Linked DNA regions of Oncorhynchus kisutch: region 2 is linked to region 1. The links are chromatin contacts, called in public Hi-C maps. All regions are on one chromosome and are shown on one strand. The core of a region is the stretch at or near the end of the contact, and the rest is flanking DNA. Distances in the headings are between cores, read along the strand shown. Region 1 holds the start of cpt2 (carnitine palmitoyltransferase 2). Region 2 holds the start of gpx7 (glutathione peroxidase 7).

Region 1 (3,240 bases), core at 218-2,717:
CATGCAAGAAATTGCCAAGAGACTGAAGATCTTGTACAAAGCTGTGTACTACTCCCTTCAGAGAACAGAGCAAACTGGCCCTAACCGAATAAAAAGAGGAGTGGGAGGACCCGGTGCACAACTGAGCAAGAGGACAAGTACATTCGAGTGTCTAGTTTGAGAAACAGACAGCTCACAAGTCCTCAACTGGCAGCTTCATTAAATAGTACCCGCAAAACACCAGTCTCAACGTCAACAGTGAAGAGGCGACTGAGATGCTGGCCTTCTAGGCAGTGTTCCTCTCAGAGCAGTGTCTGTGTTCTTTTGCCCATCTTAATCCTTTCTTCTTATTGGCCAGTCTGAGATATGGCTTTTTCATTGCAACTCTGCCTAGAAGGCCAGCATCCCGGAGTCGCCAGATGGTTTTTGGGGGTCAAATTTAAAGAGATCCTTTAGCACTTCAGACTCAGTTGACTGCCTATAGGGAGAAATGTTGTAGCGGGGCAGGGGAAAAAGACATCGGGGTTAGTCGCATTAGAAGGGGTGGAAGATTAGGAAATGTTGGAAGGGCAATGAGGCATGGCTGAATCAAATAGGAATCCTGTGGGAATAAACTAAAGAACTCTATATATTTCTGCAGAGCACCTTTTTTCTAAGAGTGTTGGGATCGAGAGGCTATGTGAGAGGACGTGGGGGCAGGGGTGTTAGCAAATGACTGCTGTTTATGCACAGGCCAGGCCGGGTCGACCCGTTTGTAATCTGCAGAATGGAGGCAAACATAACAGCAGAAAATCGCATCAGTCTAATGGGGGCTATGAACAGTCACACTCTTAGGGCAGGGAGCTAGGGTGAGGGATGGATCCAGGGAGGCGAAATTGATGGATGCATTGGCTGCTGCTGGGGGCAGGTGGGATTTAAGGCAGAGCGTCAAACTCAAGCTGGCTTGATTACTCTCTCGCCCAACAGAAATGATAGGCTAACAGTTTTCCACGCCGAGGTAAGCCAGACAATGTTTTGCTACTGCCGACTGCTTACTGCTGCGAGTGATAGTCTGTTGTTTTAGATAGGGGGAGCACAGCAGCACAGCATTGAGCGAACGCTTGCTGTGGCCAAACCAAACTATTCAACGATCAAGCGTATGCTGCCCTCTGCTGGTATAGTATAAATATTGTACTAAAACTGAACTTTTGTCTATTTTCGTTTCAGAAAATAGTCATAAAAAACATTTGCTTGAACCCTTTCTATTTGTCACATTGTGGTCAGGCAAAGATCTACAATAACCCCGAATTTTAAAAATAAAAACATATTATTATGAGGAAAACATCACCTTGAGTAGCAAACATGTACACTATTTATCATTATGTTGTGTGTGAGATTAATCATGTATACGAAACTTACTTTGTCTGTACAGTAAATGTAAACAGAGGTCTGCAGTGCGCCATAGGAAACAAACTATAGTGGGTAATGTTCCCCCGCTGACGTACCACAAGGTGTCAATATCCTGTAAAACACTTCCTCCTTCCGCTGTTACAAATTCTTGTCAATGTATTTCTGTCTGTCTCTATTGTCATCCTACTAGGCAGCAAGAGGGGAAGCTTTAGAAGAAGGACGTATCTACTGGGCAGTCGGGAGAGCTAACTCATTCATTGATTGATTACGCTTGTAATCAAGGAAATTATACAGCACTTAGCACTGCAAGTTCTCTCTATCCGATCCTTCCCTTTCTGTGAGAATAGGAAATTATTTTACTAGTAGACATGGCGAATTTGCTCACCATGCAGTTTTGTGCCACACTCAGAAAACCTGGGAATCTGAAGCCTCTGAGAAGCACGTCTACAGCACTGACAAACAAACGAAGCTACAGCAGCGAAGATAGAGAGTACCTGCATAAAAGCATCGTGCCTACAATGCACTACCAGAAGAGTTTACCCAGGTATGTAAACAAATGTGAATTTCATTTATAGCATGTTTTGGTTATTTAGTTACTTCATAACTCCTCCTAATGCCTTGTCAATCGTTGTTAGTATCACACCTTAGACAATAATATATTTTCCCTGAAATATATCAAGTTTGCTAAAAACCAGTTCTAAATCTGTAAGTAGGTGACTGTTCATGGCACGAAAGGGAATGTAGGTGAAAGTGCATATAGATCCGAATGAGATACAGGATAGCCACTGGAGGGAGCTGTTTGTAAATATGTACCATGCACTGCCGTAGTTACGCATTTATTTCAGATACAATAACAATGCAAAATTCTACAGGCTACCAGTTCCAAAACTGGAGGATACAATCAAAAGGTATCTGGCTGCTCAGCGGCCTCTTCTAGATGACGACCAGTTCAGGTAAGCACCAGTCACCTTCCAGTTACTCACACTTAACACTTGAGGTGGTGCCTTGTAAATGATTTGTCACCCACACATTCAATATGTTTTCAGTACCACAGAGAAACTGGCCCGTGACTTTGAGAATGGAGTGGGGAAACAAATTCATGAGGAGCTGGTAGCGCAAGACAAGCAGAACAAGCACACCAGTTACATATCGGGTATGATTTTCCCATTTTAACAGAAACCTCACAATATTAACCTATGTAACTTTGAAATAACCATTGTTCGTACATAGAACCCTGTATTTTCTAATCAAATTGTATTTGTCACATGCGCCAAAATACCAGTTGTGTAAACTACTGAAGTAAAAATACTTTCAAGTACTACTTAAGTCGTTTTTGGAGGGTATCTGCTATTTATATTTTTGATAACTTTTACTTCACACCATTCCTAAAGAAAATAATGTACTTTTTACTCCATGTATTTTCCCTGACACCCTAAAGTACTCTACGGGAAAATTGTCAAATTCACGCCCTTATCAAGAGAACATCCCTGGTCTACCCTACTGCCTCTGATCTGGCAGACTCACTAAACATAAATGCTTTATTTGTAAATTGTGTGTTTCTGTGCCCCTGGATATCCATTTTTTTTAAATATAATTAAACTGTGCCGTCTGGTTTGCTTAATATAAGTAATTTGAAATTATTTATACTTTTACTTTTGATACATAAGTATATTTTTGCAATTACATTTACATTCGAGACTTAAGTATATTTAGACTTACTCAAGTAGTATTTTACTGGGTGACTTTTACTTGAGTCATTTTCTATTAAGATATCTTTACTTTTACTCAAGTATGACAATTGGGTACTTTTTTTCACCGCTGCCAAACACAACAGTTGTAGACCTTACCTTGAATTGCTTACTTACAAGCCCT
Region 2 (3,240 bases), core at 316-2,815, 280 kb before region 1:
CTGACCAGGACAAACCCTGCTTAGCTTCAGAAGCAAGCCAGCAGTGGTATGCAGGGTGGTATGCTTCTGGCATACCACCCTTGGCAAAATTGGAAAAAGTCAAGGGGTCTGAATACTTTCCGAAGGCACTGGTTGAGTGGCAATATCTTCCACTATTATCCTCAGTAATTTTCCATCCAAGTTGTCAGACCTCGGTGGCTTGTCATTGTTGATAGACAATCATTCTTTCACCTCTTCCACACTTACTTTACGTAATTCAAAATTACAATGCTTGTCTTTCATAATTTGGTCATATATATTGAAAATGTAGTATCAGTAGACAAAACATGAACCTGAACTAATAAGTTACTGTTCTCTCTTTTCAGCTATGTGACAGCCTCAAAAATGATACTCCTGTGTAAGGGTCTGCAGCGAATCACAGCCAGCCGCCAGAGAGAAGCAAATGTAACCACAGGACATGTGACAGAGTTGATGGACACCCTATGTTCATAAATGGACAGAATGGAATATAATCACGTGCTATCAGAAACTGCTGCACTTGACCTCAGGTTTAAGAAGTTAGCCTTCAGTGATGCCAGAGGGATTGATGAGGCTCTTCTAAGAATAACCTCAACTGCAGGGAGGAACAGCCCCAGCAGTCAGCTGGCTCAGGCACCAGGGCAACAGGAAGAAGAGGGATCAGATGGAGCAGAAGCACCAGCAGTAGTGCCACAAACAACTGTTGTTTGAATGCTGTTTGACAAGAAAGCAACTGGGGATGCAGCACGAAGGAATCCCTCAGCAGATGCCATAAGGGAGGCCAAATCCTATTTGGAGGAGCAACTCCTCCAAAGATCTGCAGATCCTCTGAGCTGGTGGAAGAACAAGGCCTCTGTCTACCCACGGCTTACTAAAGTCTTGACAGGGAGACTCTGCATAGTGGCCACATCCGTTCCCTGTGAGAGGGTCTTCTTGAAAACGGGACAAATAATTACTGAGAGAAGAAACTGCATCAGCCCCTCGAAAGTGAGGCAGCTTGCATTTCTGAATGCAAATCTCTCATAAAAGCAGCATTGGTCAGCAGTGCTGTGTGCTGCTGGTTATAACATGGCAATAAAGAAGAGAGAGAAAAGAGGGACCAGTTTAATGTTTTAAGTGGGATGCTGCAGTTTTGCAAATTGTTATTTATTTGTCTTTGATATAGTGCAATATTCTATTATGCTCTTCAGATTGTATTCGTTTTGAACGGTTAGATTTATATGCACTTTGTTTATATACATTACAAGTTATACTTTAAATGCAAATGTTTAATAGCATTATTTTTCATAACAAACTAATGCATTTTTAAATACATTGTGAGTTAATGTAGAGTATGATTTGATTTAATAATTTAATTAGAATAGTTTTAACACCAATCATAATCAAACTATCGCAACTGTTTGACTTAAATACAAAACATTTTTTTTGTTAAAGAGCCGTTTTGGAGCTAAAAGAGCTTACTGAAAAGAACCGGAATGCCCATCACTAAACCCGGTACAGTAGGTGGCGGCAATTCACCAAAATATGTAGTCTGCCAGAAATCCTTGAATAAGAAGAAGAAGAAGCAGAAGAAGAAGAAGTTCAGTGCACAGAAGCTTCTACAGTAAATTGCTTACGTTGTACATTGATAAATAAGAAGACATGCTTTCCGTCCTCACATTGCTATTGATCTTATTCAGTCTAAATGAGGCCAAACAGAAAGATTTGTACACTTTCAAAGTTGTTAATAGCAGAGGGAGATTAGTCTCTTTGGAAAAATACAGGGGTTCGGTAAGTTTGAAACTCGAGCCGACCAACTTTTGCACGGTAGCCTATGCAAAAGTGCCATTTGTTTACCGGTGAATGCATGCTGCGGATTTTCCTTTCACAAGGCATGTATGATCTATGCACGTTTTATAACAATAGCATCTTACTCTTATGAATAAAATGCTAAGTTTAAGACCAAATTCTTTGTGTCTATCATCTGTATACGTGGCAACTGCTGCTGGACTCCAACGTTGCTTAGAATACTACATTGATTTATAGGCCAATAGCTAGCCTTAGTTTGATCCAACTGTTATGTCTGGTTGTGTATTACTGACTATAATGTAACCTGCATGCAGTTATTTCATAAACCCTATAATCCCTTCTGTAGTCAGTGATAATTTAATATTTTTAAAACATAAAGGTGGGCCATTTAATACATATTTAAAACTTCACAGGACACATTTTATAGACCGTCTGCATGCTGCATAATCTGAACAGAATTTAAAGTGATACAGTAGAAAGGCGTTCCCAAATCTGCCCATTTTCTATCCTTATCACGTGTAGTTCCGTCGTATTGACACTAGAGGACAGCAATACCATATGAGCACTACAGGTAAAACCTTTTTTCTCTCGCAGTGTTTACCTCCGAGCTCCATTTATTTAAAGGCCGGGTGCACAGCCAGGGATACTGATGCAAACACTTTTTGACCTAAGAAGTCCAAGTAACCTATTAATAAACGAAAACACAATGCACAATTAAAAGTGAAAGTCTGCTAAATGGAGCATTCATGAGGGATTTATTGCGAAACATTTATTTATTTATCCTTTTAGAGTTTATTATTGTGCAGTATTATTCTAGCGCTTTGTACAATTTTACAAAAGGGATTTATAAAATCATAGAAGCTCAATTAAAAAAGAAATAATGAAACAGTCCTGTGTAGCTCAGTTGGTAGAGCATGCAATGCCAGAGTTGTGGGTTTGATTCCCATGGGGGACCAGTATGAAAATGTATGCACTGACGTAGTAAGTAGTTCTGGAGTAGTGTAAAATGTCAAACTTTGGAAATGGAATAGCAACTTTTCATTTTGATGGATACAATTATAGACCTTGAAGAGGAAGGGAGATGTATAGAAAAATACAGAAATATAAAGTTGGCCATAAACATGCCTCACAAAACACTTTTTTTGCTGCCGTCTCCGATGAGTCACACATTCACATAAGAGAACATAGGACAGGGCACAGACATTACTTCAACATCTATTCCACGTTGGTTCAACATAACTTAAATGAAATGAGATGGAAACAGCATTGATTAAACCAGTGTGTGCCCAGTGGGAAGTAATGGCTCAAACATTCACCTCAAGGATGTTTGGAATGTGTTTGTGCAATTCTATAATTCCAGTGTTCAAGTGATTCATTGGAGAATTTTTTGGGGCATAAAAGTAGTGCACTGGGCCTTTACTAGTCCTGCATTAG

Evidence for each region. A called contact is a pair of places that touch in the nucleus more often than the background predicts.
Region 2: a Hi-C map of liver shows a contact between it and region 1, with 6 times the contacts expected there. The contact joins the promoter of gpx7 here to the promoter of cpt2 in region 1. A contact is called at or near these places in 2 of 2 Hi-C or Micro-C datasets (liver and muscle).

What each region holds. Positions count from the first base shown.
Region 1 is chrLG13:16,409,490-16,412,729 of Okis_V2, reverse strand. cpt2 (carnitine palmitoyltransferase 2) reads left to right here and starts at 1,467. Exons shown (of 9, transcript XM_031785693.1): 1 at 1,467-1,673; 2 at 1,778-1,912; 3 at 2,241-2,321; 4 at 2,415-2,521. The coding sequence starts at 1,887. LOC109902810 (non-specific lipid-transfer protein-like) reads right to left here and starts at 1,469. Exons shown (of 5, transcript XM_020499462.2): 1 at 1,378-1,469. The coding sequence starts at 1,421.
Region 2 is chrLG13:16,690,026-16,693,265 of Okis_V2, reverse strand. It overlaps gpx7 (glutathione peroxidase 7), which reads left to right and starts at 1,565. Exons shown (of 3, transcript XM_020497617.2): 1 at 1,565-1,788. The coding sequence starts at 1,660.